2 separate regions of the Mus musculus genome follow, and region 1 is linked to region 2. The links are chromatin contacts, called in public promoter capture Hi-C maps. All regions are on one chromosome and are shown on one strand. Each heading gives the region's core, a stretch centred on a gene start, on an enhancer-like site or on the middle of the called end of the contact. The rest is flanking DNA. Distances are from core to core; before and after follow the strand shown. Region 1 holds the start of Rnf20 (ring finger protein 20). Region 2 holds the start of C9orf72 (C9orf72, member of C9orf72-SMCR8 complex).

Evidence for each region. Promoter capture Hi-C pulls out the DNA fragments that hold promoters and counts their contacts.
Region 1: a promoter capture Hi-C map of pre-B cells shows a contact between it and region 2. The contact joins the promoter of Rnf20 here to the promoter of C9orf72 in region 2. A contact is called at or near these places in 1 of 39 promoter capture datasets (pre-B cells) and 2 of 484 Hi-C or Micro-C datasets (CD4 T cells and rod photoreceptor).

Annotation. Positions count from the first base shown.
Region 1 is chr4:49,629,781-49,636,006 of GRCm38.p6, forward strand. Rnf20 (ring finger protein 20) reads left to right here and starts at 2,280. Exons shown (of 21, transcript NM_182999.2): 1 at 2,280-2,431; 2 at 2,585-2,732; 3 at 3,474-3,630. The coding sequence starts at 3,502. It overlaps Gm45952 (predicted gene, 45952), which reads right to left and starts at 2,172. Exons shown (of 2, transcript NR_168526.1): 1 at 2,075-2,172; 2 at 878-1,083.
Region 2 is chr4:35,222,328-35,228,159 of GRCm38.p6, forward strand. It overlaps C9orf72 (C9orf72, member of C9orf72-SMCR8 complex), which reads right to left and starts at 3,509. Exons shown (of 11, transcript NM_001081343.2): 1 at 3,461-3,509.

The DNA of each region.
Region 1 (6,226 bases), core at 1,030-3,529, about 14 Mb after region 2:
TCTCTGGAACAGGTTAGATACTGCACTCCAAATTTTCTCTGGAACAGGTTAGATACTGCACTCCAAGGCACCAACAAAACAAGTTTTTCCACAGTTGACTTTTGTAGTGGCTATTTCTGGTTGTCAACTTGATTATATCTGGAATGAACTACAATCCAGAATTCGAAGGCTCACCTTTGGTCCAGATCTTGAGGCTGGGAGACACATTTCTGACCTGGATCTTGGCATGGAGATCTTGAGACATAGTGGCCACGAAAAGCATAGGATCAGGCGAGGTAGTACATGCCTTTAATCCCTGGAGACTGAGGCCAGGTGATCTCTGAGTTCAAGGTCAGCCTGGGACAAGCAAGTCCCAGATCCGGGAGTGGTGGTACACCACACCTTTAATCTGGGACACACTTTCTGCTGGAGGCCTACATCGGGACACTGAAAGAAGGAAGATTCACTCTTTGCCTGCTTGCCTTGTGGAACTGAGCAACTGCTAGATCCTTGGACTTCCATTCACAACTGCTGCTGACCATTGTTGGGGAGTTGGACTGCAGACTATAAGTCACCAACAAATTCCCTTACTAGAGACTACCCATAAGTTCTGTGACTCTAGAGAACCCTGACTAATACAACCTTCTTGTCTCATGCACAGGTAAGACTAATCAAGTACAAGAACACCCAAATTCTTTCTACTGCCAGAAATTCGGTGTGGGTTAGGTTTTCCTCCAAACATATTTACATGTATTTTTTAAAAAGGGTATAGCAGCCATTCTTACATCCCTGTGCCTTTATCTGCTGTCATTGGTTAATTTGCCACAATTTCAGAAGCCACACTGCTTTTCAAGGGCAGATTAGATCGATTGCCTTTTTATCATTAAAATGCATTTAGTAAAATTGAATGATGTAGTTTATTTCTAACGTAAAAAAAATATCAACGCTCAATAAATTTTAAACATCCTGGTACTGGCCTGGCAAGATGGTTTAGTGGGTAAAGGTGCTTGTCACCCCGAGTTCAGCCCTTGAGACCCGAGCCTTCGAAGTACGACCTAGCTCCAAAAGTTGTCCTCTGAGCTTTACATGTGGGCACTCGAACACCTATGCACACATTAAAAAAAAATCATATTAAGACGGGTACTGAGATTACAGACTAATTGACTTGTTCTTAATTAACACCCTCCTCCCCCCCCCCGACCCCCCCCCCCCCATCCCCAGTGTCTCTGGTCAGTATCTTATCCTCTCCAAACACTAAAGCAGTAGTTTCCAAACCTGTGATGAGAATCCATAGGGGGAAGATGGGATGGGATGAAGGTGGCTTTATTTTTTTTTTTATTTTTTATTTTTGGTTTTTGAGACAGGGTTTCTCTGCGTAGCTCTGGCTGTCCTGGAACTCACTCTGTAGACTATGCTGGCCTTGAACTCAGAAATCTGCCTGCCTCTGCCTCCCAAGTGCTGGGATTAAAGGCATGCGCCACCACCGCCCGGCGAAGGTGACTTTTTAACCCTACAAGAGACTAAAGTTCTCCAGCTGAGTGTCATTTGCAGGTAGTGCTAAATAGAGACCCCGCTTATTTATTTTGGCCTTCCCAGACAGGAGTTTCTCTGTGTAGTATTTATTTATTTTGAGGCAGGGTTTCTATGCATAGTATGTATGTATTTATGTGCTTATTTATTTTGGTTTTTCAAGACATGGTTTCTCTGTGTAGCTCCGGCTGTACGAGAACTCGCTTTGTAGACCAGGCTAGCCTTGAACTCAGAGGAATCAGCCCGCTTCTACCTCCTGAGTGCTGGGATTAAAGGCGAGTGCTACCATCGCCGTGCTGGAATCCCCTTTAAGGAAACTACACAGAACTAGAAATCGGTCAAATTCCTTGAGTTTTACGCAGGCTATTTCATCTCTTTAAAGAGTGCTCCACCCACACCTCAGGTAAGGGCGCTTGCCCTTTGGGAGATGGACAGGACCATCAACCAATTAGCAGCTTGGATGAGATAGGACCGCCCCCCCAACACAAAACATAAACAAAACGCTTTCCGTCAGTAATAATAATGGACCTTAAAAAAAAGAAAACAAAAAACAAAAAAACCGTACACAATGCTTCGCGTTGAAGAGACCGGTCACTTTGGGACTGGAGTCTGAAACAGTCCCCGCCCATCCCAACACAGAGGCGGCAGCGCACACGCAGAACTGACTGCGCCCCCTCCTCACGCGTCACTTCCGCCTGGCGGTCTCCCACACGTCACTTCCGCCCTCTCCTCGCCGTGCCTCGGGTAAAGTTGAAGCAACTTCCTTTTCCTTTTCCCTACTTCCTCTCCGTGCCTCCGCCTCCGTGGAGCTCAGTCCCTCTCGCAGCGGATCCCAAGTGAATCCCTTGGAGTCCCTCTCGGGCCTTCGTGAAGAAGCGCTGGGAGCCGCGCGCTCCCTGCGGCGGGAGTTGCCAGAGCCCAGGTTTGCTCTGTCGTCTGCTGCTCCCGGGCCGTGAGCGGCGAGGACTCTCGGGTCCCATCTTCCCGGCCTGTAGTTAGCCACGCCGGAGCCAGCGGCCAGCGCTCTCCAGTCAAGCTGCGCTCTCTCCTCAGCTCCCGTCTCCTCTCTTTGCAGGCGAGGTCCAACCCAGATTGCTGCTTGCCATTGACGCCTCGTCCCGGAGTTTGGATCGGAAGCCGGCTGGATGTAGACCCCTGATGGCCGCGGTGCTCGCCATCTAGCATCCATTCCACCTCCTTGTGAGTTTCGGAACCAGAGTCAGGTAGGAAATACTGAAAGAGCATCCCGTCTGAACAGATAAAGAAACGGGGATTGTTGGCAGGTTCGGTCTCTAAAGGCAGCCCGGCTCCCCAAAGGAAGCGCTGGGGTGCTCACCTACGTCTGACATCTGGAGAACTAACTGCTCAGGGAGCGTTTACAAGGCTCTGCAAAGAGAACGCTTGCATTTCTGGGTGCTTAGTGTTCATCTGACATTATGCTAAGTTGTTTCTATAACTATGCCATCCATTTGTTGCAGTAAGTCTAGCAACATGTTGTTGTCCTTCGTTTAGGAAACCGAGATTCAGAGATAACTGACTTGTATAGGATTAATGACTTAGCTAATGTTTCCCACGTCTCTTGCCCCAAGTCTCCTAATACTTTAACCTTAACCTCTGTCATAAATAAACTCTCCTTCTTTTAGTTTTTTGTTTTTGGCATCTCAGGAAGTGAGAATCCTGAAATTTATTCATAGCTTCTCTATTATTTGAGTAGAATTTTATTTGTTATTAGCATCTTGTGTAGAAATTTATAATCCTGTCAATCCCATTCCTCAACAGTTCCCCTCCCCCTTCTCTCTTGATTTAGGGTTGATGGGTTTTGTCGTAGAATTATTTGATTTAGGTTAAAGAGTTGGCCTGAAAAAAATTACTAGTTTTTATATACAGGTACTTTATATTGTGGCATGTCTGCTTATCTTGATTCAGTTCATGTTTTCTATTTTTGTTTCTGTTTTTTCATTCAGAAAAATATAACTGTCATCTTATACCAAGATGTCAGGAATTGGAAATAAAAGAGCAGCTGGAGAGCCGGGCACATCTATGCCTCCAGAGAAGAAGACAGCTGTTGAAGATTCAGGGACCACCGTGGAAACAATTAAGTTAGGAGGTGTCTCTTCAACGGTACGAGAAAACGAGGCTGCAAAAGTGTGCTTGGCTTCTGTCAGTTGTTCCTGAAAGTAGAAATTTATGGAAGCTTCTTGAATTAAGAGATAAGCATTAGCAAAGAAGAGGGAAATAGATGAATTGATGTGGTGGTCAGTTCTTGAAGTGAGGTGTATTAATTTATGTTTGATCTGTATTTGCAAGCTGTGGTGTTTATTTTATTTTATTTTATTGAGAGTCTGACTACAGTAGTCTTTGCTATAGTTAATTGGCACTTTTCCCTTACTGAAAAATAGGTGCCGTGTTCTGAGAGGCACCCTAGCAAAGCCTTTGAGAGTGCTAGTGCTGAATGAGAGTCAGATCAGTGCCCGGGGTGTGTGTGTGTGTGCGTGCGTGTGTGTGCGCGCGTGTGTGTGCGCGCGTGCGTGCTCTCTGCCATATCTCTTGGCTGTATGGCCTGTATTATCTGTCCTGTGCCCGTTTGATTGTGAAATGAATCTGTAGTACCTGTGTGTGACATTGGGTTATGATGGAGGCAAAATGGGAGTCCTTGTAAAGAGCTCAAACGTTGTAAAAGCAATAGCATGCACTCATAAGAGTGAGCTGTTACTGGGCTAGATAATGTGGTAGACGAATTGTGTGTTTAATGGTTAGTAATACCTTTTAGACACGAGAAGCTTTGGTGGGGATGGGTTTCTGTATTTGGAACTTGGTCAAGGCACTGTAATGTGTAGACAATTTCCAGTTGTGTTTCTTGTGTATATTGAGGCTGAGGTTCAGAGAAGTTGATTTTATTTTTCAGTCAGAATAAGATCCTGCTTACTAAATGGATGAAGTGTCATTTAGGGAGATGGCCTGTCCATCTTGCTGCCAGAAGGTGGCTTTGTCTTAGCAGTGTTGATTTTGTGCATCCTAAATGCATTTATGCCAATATAAGTATTTGTTGAGTATGTCTTTTGCTGGTGCTGGTTGCTGTGCTTACAGCCCTTATACTCTAGTTTCCAGTGTGGTACTGACAAGAAAATAGGTTGATGAAAGGAAAGCAAAACACATATTCCAGCTTGGACGCTAGCCAGAGGGGAACAAGGAGCCCCGGAAGCTCCTGTGGGAGGGGAAAGAGAATCACGAGCACTTAGCAGAATTTTTCCTCTCATTCTCCTCCTCTCCCCATTCACTGACAGCCTCGTGTTTCCAAGGTGAGCATCTGCTTCTTACCTCTGCTGAAAGCACTTCCGTGCACAAAGAAGAGTAGTATCTGAGGGCTGAGGGTGGGTCTCAGTGGTAGAGAACTTGCCTAGTATGTGTTAAGGGCTTGGGTTTAATCCCTGGCCCTGGAGAGGGGTTGGGGGGAGTGCTTACATGCATGTGCTAGGCAAACTGGAATCTCAGACTTTCCTGTAAGGCTCCACGTACAAGGAAAATAGTTGATATGTGATCACATAGATACCAGTGCACAGCTGGTTAAATAGATACAAAATGACCCAGTGACTGGGTCTGTTGTCTCAACTGTAACCTTGACTGCAGAGATGCTCAGGTCACTAAGAAGTATAGTCTAAAGGTGTGTGAATGTGTCCTGATCGTTTACCACGGAGCTCTTTGTGTGAATGAGTGCAGGGAATTGATGCCGCTGTACTGGGTGGGAGCCTGGGTGACCCGGTATGATTCTGAGGTCTGTTTGCTGTCAGCTTGAGTGGGAGAGGGTGGTTGTAATGCAGTGAACAAAGGCTGCACAGTGAAGCAGTTGTCCTTAACCAGGAGCAGGTACAGTTTATGCATGTCAGCAGAGGAAAGGCAGGGGGTGCAGAGTCAGGTTGAGGCTGATCATTAGCAGTAGTTTGAAGAAGTGGGTTTGTGCATTCTTTTCTGATTGCTTCTGGGATTTCAGAGAAATCTGAGAGGAAAATTGGGGTGTTTGAAGAAAGAGAGGAAGATAGTAGTCACTGTGCAGAGAGGTTGTCCTAGGGAGTGCAGTAGAGTTGCTTACTGGGCAACACTGGGGCTCACTTGGATTTCTGAGCATGTACTGTAAGTGAATCTAGTCAACATGGGATTTAGTTTTTCTTATTACAGTTAGCTGTGTGAGTCTAAGCTTGGAAGTAGGTGGAGAGTTGGATATTACAGGGATTGAAGGTTTTCCAGGATAAACATGATAAAGAAGCAAGAAAAGAGGAGCAGGTATATAAACGGTGATTGTGACAACTCATCATAGAAGGTGTGTTTGGAAAAGCAGGAGGTGAGGAAGCAAGAGGCCTGAGGCACAGAGGAAGGCATAAATCAATAGGTTAGATTCTGAGAGGCCAAAGAATTGTTGGAGGCAGGAAACAGAAAGGTACTAAGAAAAGTGCTGCTGCTTATGGCAGGTGAGCTTCTAGAAGGCCTGCAGGTACAGATAGAGCTGAGACAGGAGCTGTGGAAACTGATGACAGGGATTAAAAAAAAACAGATCTTTGACAGAGAAGGGGCTCACATATGGAATGATCACCTAAGTGGGAATTAAAACTTTTAGGCAATATAATGGGAAGTGGAACTGTAGCAAGTGATGGTAAGCTAGGTTCTAGATCTGGGAGATGGGACGTGAGCAATGTATGGGTAAGGCCAGCAACAGTGGCAGGTG
Region 2 (5,832 bases), core at 2,259-4,758:
TGTGTATTTATCCTTATTTTACTCATATATTACTAGTATTATTATGCACAATTTATTTAATTTTATGTTTTGTCTGTATGTATCTCAGTGTGTCCCACGCTTGCCTGGTGCCTGTAGAGGAACCTAGGTCCTCTGCAATAGCAAGCACTCTTAACCACTGAGCCATCTCTCCAGCCTCTTCAGAACTTGGGCTGAAATCTATAAATATGCCTAACACTTCCAGCACAGCCTGCTGCCATCAACTGCTCAGAACATGGTTTTCAGATTATGCCATCCACCTACAAATTCATTGTTTTAGGGTTATTTATCATGTACAGTGGTTATAACTATAAAATTAATCCAACAGCAAGACCAGACCAGTGTAACTTTTTCTCCTTCATAATTTCACAGAAGATTTAGTCTTACCGTGAATCGTAGTAGTACCAGTATAGCCTCCCCCTCCAAACTATAGTGGGAATTTTCACCTTTTCATTTAAAACTACTTCATGGCTCCTCTTAAGCAAACCCAAATTACCAGTATCATTACCGCCTTGCTATGAGGCCATTATTAAATAAAATAAGGAGTAAATATAAGCTACCTTATAACTAAAATGTCTGAGTGACTGACTAGCACGCAGGTGGTGCAATCCAGTGTGGATACAACAGACAGATGTTTGGACAAAGGAATCAACCATGCCCGGGGTAGGACACAGTAAAAGCTACAAGAGGGCATCAGACTGTTCAGAATAGCACGCAGCTTAAAACTTAGAAATTGTTTATTTCAGGAATACCGTATTTTTAGACTATGTTATTTCATGATTTAGGAATCATGAAAAAGGGGAAATTCCTATGACCTAAAAAATAAAGTCTTATAGCGAAGTGTAATCAGGGAAGCTGTGAGTCTGATATTACTAACACCTGAAGTTAGCATTGGTGGGAACCCATATACAAATGTGGCCAAAAAATTCATTTCAACCTCACAGACTTTTGCTTATATGTTTTCTGGCTACTTCAGAAGGTTAACATTAGCCACAGAGTCTTCTGAGAGAAGCCAGAGTCCAAACCAGAGTGAGGCTACGACTCATCACTCTATAAACCGAGTTCAGGGGTCACGAGGGCTTAACCAATACTTCCAAAAACTAATAAAGTTTATTTATGTTAATAAACATGTTAACACTGTTAGCAGACTGGCACATTTGAAGCCCTTTGTTTTTTCTTTAACCTTGTGAAAAAAAAAAAAAAAAGAGAAAGAAAGAAAAAAAAATCAGCTTTCCAGGCTGCTTTGAGGAAGTTCATTTGCCTACTGCTACTGTGATCAAGAATTATACCATAAGGCTTCCACTTGTGGGAAGAGGGGCAGGACAGCCATCAACCAGCCCTCTCAGCCAAACAGGAACTAACCAAGACCACTGTAAAGACAGTGGACTACTTGCCAGACCAGCCTTTGTCATTCTCTACAAATGTTCAATTTCAGCCAAAACTCACATGCATACTCATGACACCAGGACTGTGCCATCTTGCCTAGATCCAAGTTTCTCAGGCCGGCTAACCTAACACTTGGACAGTATTCACTCAACATGGGGGTCTAGGGCAGGCTCAAAAGATAGACGTTTTATCCATTCAGTCATTTTCTAAAAGCAAACATTGGATGGCCAACATAGCCAAACAGAGTATTTTACCAACTTTTAAAGTTATATTTACATTTGTCTCCCAGAAATTTAAATGCTTGTTGAATGTCCAGTCTGCAGCGCAGGCTGTAACCCCTCTTATTTTTTGTGTTCTATGAAATAAGAACACCGTCACCTTTAGTTTCGAAGTTTCCAACTGACTCTGGGGTTTCCCACAGTGCCAATGGTCACTGAGGTGCTAGTCAGCAGTGACTCAGACAGAAAACCCCTGTTCCTCCTGATCCACAGATTATTTTAACTTTCAGTGCCTGTAGCAAGCTTTCATTCAAAAAGAGTAAAAGAAAAACTACTTGTAGGTTTTTTACGTGACATAGGTTTTTACTGTGGAGGATGATGAAATACCTGCTTTCTGCTCCTAGGTTATGATTCACCCTTTTGTCTAGCATATTCATGCTCTCCACACTGTCTGCCACTACTTCTCCATCCTCTTGGTTATCAGATCTGGTGTCTGCCAAGGTACCAAGGTGCCTGCGTTCAGGTGAATCTTGTTTTGCTTAACAGGGGTGAAGTACAGTAAGTTACTTTGAAACACAAAGCGATCACATTCACAGGACTTTTACAGAGCAGCTGCAATGGCTCGACTTTATTATCAGTTATTTGTAATCTCTTATTGTGCCTACTTTCTAAACTTTAACATCTGTGTATGAAATGTAATGAAGGGAAAACACCTATATCCACACGATGGGTGTATGTAGGCGTTTCCTGAGATTTCAGGCTATACTGGGGGCCTCCTGGAATGTCCTCTTTAACTGAGGGGACGCTTACTATATTTCAAATATTCTGATTCCATATTATTAACATAATCTCAATCTCTTTCCTCCTCCTCTTCCTCCTTCTTCCTTCCTTTCTCTCTCTCTCTCTCTCTCTCTCTCCCCCCCCCCTCTCTCTCTCATATTTTAAGTTTTCCAAGTGGACTAACGATTCTATCTTAAAGTATTTTCCAGTCCCTTTTGGGCCCTTAATATAAAGTAAAAGTACTACTGAGACAGACTGTGTACCCGTTTTTCTCAACTGGTGACGAACGGGAACAGTGTAACAAGAAATTTATCCATCTGCCGGGACAAAACTCTACAAGAGCCTAATAGTCCCCACACCAGAAAGCGCAACCAATCCCTCCCAGGCAAATGCACTCCTGGCCAGACAGACCCTGTGTGGACAGACTTAATCAGTGCACTTCTCTCTCTGCAACTGATTACCATCAGTCAAGTGATGCCCAAGTCACAATGGTCACTTCCTTTAATAAGTCTGTACAACCGCGGAGCTGTGAGGCAACCAGGTCACGTCCCACAGAACTGGGGAACAACCTGGTAAGAGTAGCAGCCCATGTAAGTGGGCATCCGCACTCCTTGCAAACTTCTGCGAAATCCTGCCTGCGTGTTGTTCTGTCCGTCCTTACTCCATCCCACCGGCGCTTTCTCCTCCCGGGCGGGGACCCTCGGGAGACCTGACTGGGTCGCAGGACCCACCAGCTGTCGCCGGGCCAGGCCCCTGGGGCCCAGGCTTGTGGCGGTGGGGGCCGCGCTCGCCGTACTCCCGGAGGGTTCCCTCAAGGGCCCGGGAGACGCTCCGGGTCGGGATCGGGGAGCGCGGGCGGACAGCAAAGATGAGGCCCATCCCCATCCCCTCCGCACCGCCGCGGCCCCCGCAACTCCTGCAAGGCCAAGGGCTCTTTCGCCCGGGGGACAGGGAGGAGTTCACCTCGAAGGAGAAAAAAACCCCGCTGGTACCCGGAGCCGGCCGGCCCGCGAGCCGACCGTGGCAGCAGCCCCCCTCCGCCCGCGCGTCTCACTCACCCACTCGCCGCTGCTGCGCCTTCACCGCCGGCGCAGGGACCGCAACCGCAGCCCGCTCCGGGCCCCGCCCCGGGACCGCCCCGCCCCGGACACGCCCCCAGGCCCGCCCAGTCGCAGTCCCGCCCCCAGTCCACAGCAGACCCAGAATCTGCAGGGCTCCCCGGTGCGGATCTCTGCAGTCTTGTTTCCTTCTTTTGTCCTTGGTCACCGTTGTGGAGTTAAGTTGCGAGCTGAGGCAACCAAAACGCACCTCCCTCGCACACCCTCCCTGGACTGTCTAGACACCACTTTCCACCTAGAAGGAAAGGGCAATTGGGATGGCTGTCACTACAAACGCCATCTTTCACGTGGGCGGAACTCGTCTCTGCTTGACGCGCCGCGGTTCCCTCGTGGGACTCCGTAAGTTCCGGGTTGGCGCTTTCACTTTGCTTTGCCAGCCTTGAGATGCCAGTGGCAGCTGGCCAGGCGGAGGCTGTCATGGGCTTTGTAGCTTTTCTTCCAAGAGCCGCTCAGGAAAAGCATGGGCAGAGCTGAGCTCAACCTAGATAGATAGTGTCACCTGCGTTATCTATCTAGGTTACGAAGCGTAGTTTGTGGTTGTAAGTAGTTTTGCTTTGTTTTGTTTGGGAGTTGGCAGGTAGTGGGTGCTCAACAAATATTTAGTGAGTGAGTGGATTTCCTTTGGTCCCTATGACACGGTTAAATGCCGTAAGTCTGCGTGCACACTGTACGTGTTCACTCCGCAACAAGCACAATGATTCCCCCACCCTCTGTGCGTAGTCACCGTGTTTTCTTCTAAACGTCATTTTTGCCAAATAGCACAGTGCACTTTGTTTTTTAACCTTTGGGAAAAGAACACCATGACGTCTGATTTATTGATTGATTGATTGGTTTGTAACTGTATTGTGGCTTTTCACTACAGATGAGTAGTGTTTATTATTTTCCAGCAACTTTTCATCATTTATAGGGAAAAGAAAGGCATTAATAACAGAATACCTATCAATACCACCTTCGGTAAAAATAGAACTCTCACCAGGTATTGTATGCTTTTTTTTTTTTTTTTTTTTTTTTTTTTTTTTTTTTTTACCTAGCAGTTGTCATTCTATCAAGTTCTTACAGTGTTTTGTACCGTGGTCTTCAGATGTATATCTCATAAATGAAGTATACATCTGAGAGTTAAAAATACATCCAGACACACAGAAATAGCATAGGACCATGTTTGGAAGGCTAGGGTTAAGAGTGCGATGCTGTAGTCAAAGTGGGTGAGTTTGCAGGTAAGGAAGGCAGCTGAGTGAGGCCAGTCAGCTAATCCACAACACGAGGAATAGACGTTTATACTATATCCCACACTGAAAAGCTGAAAAGTTCCCAGGTGGGTGTTAGGTACTAACACACATACACGCGCATGCATGCACACTTAAGATAATTTGCTTGTCTGTAGTAAGCCAGAGCTATCAATGTAATTGATTGGGTCAGTTTTCTGTGATTCCAGAGCCCACTAGGAATAGAAGGTATTTGTTTGGTGTCCTCTTGAAGTAAGCCCTTCTTTAAAACCTGTCTGTGAGTCAAACTAACATAACATTACACTTCAGAATAAGACTGGAACTTTGAAGGAATATACCTTCTTAGTGTTTTTTTTTTCCTTCAAAATTTTACCTAGAGACAAAAACAGTGTCCCTCAAATAACTTATTTTGTGTAATATCAGTCCTAGAATAAATGTTTTATTTAAAAAAAATAATCAAACCAAGAAAGGACTAGGGATGTAGCTTCGTGGGTAGAGGGCTTGCCTAGCATGTGTGACTCCCTGGGTTTGGTCCCTACCATATTCCTCTCTTTTTCTCTCTTTGGAGAAAAAAATGAAACATCACGATCTAAAATATTGTATGACCACAGGAAATGAAATAAACCATGATACAACTTATATTTTGTGATCAATGAGTGGAGACCTTTTTCTTCACATCAGATGGAACAATTACTTAGGCATAGGTAAAGTAGCCTATATATTTTAATTGGATTGTAGCTAACTTTTATTAATCAGGAAGAAAATAATAAGTAGGTATGCTGGTTCATAATTGTTGTATTGCCTGAAAGGTGTAAGGTAGAATACATCTTTCCTCCAGAGAACCAAAGAGAAAATGATGCTAACTGTATGTAGAAATATGATTCATGATATTGGTGTGATAGATTTTTAACCCTGTCCTCTCAAACTTTACAAATAATCTACCTCAAATAACTCCAGGCTCTAAGTGAAAATATGCTGGCTATAGAACTATATCTCCAGGGCTGAAAGTGGAGGGCATTTGGCAGAGGGCTTGCCTACCACGTACTGGTTTACTCCCCAATACTAAACGAACTGACGAGATGGCAAACA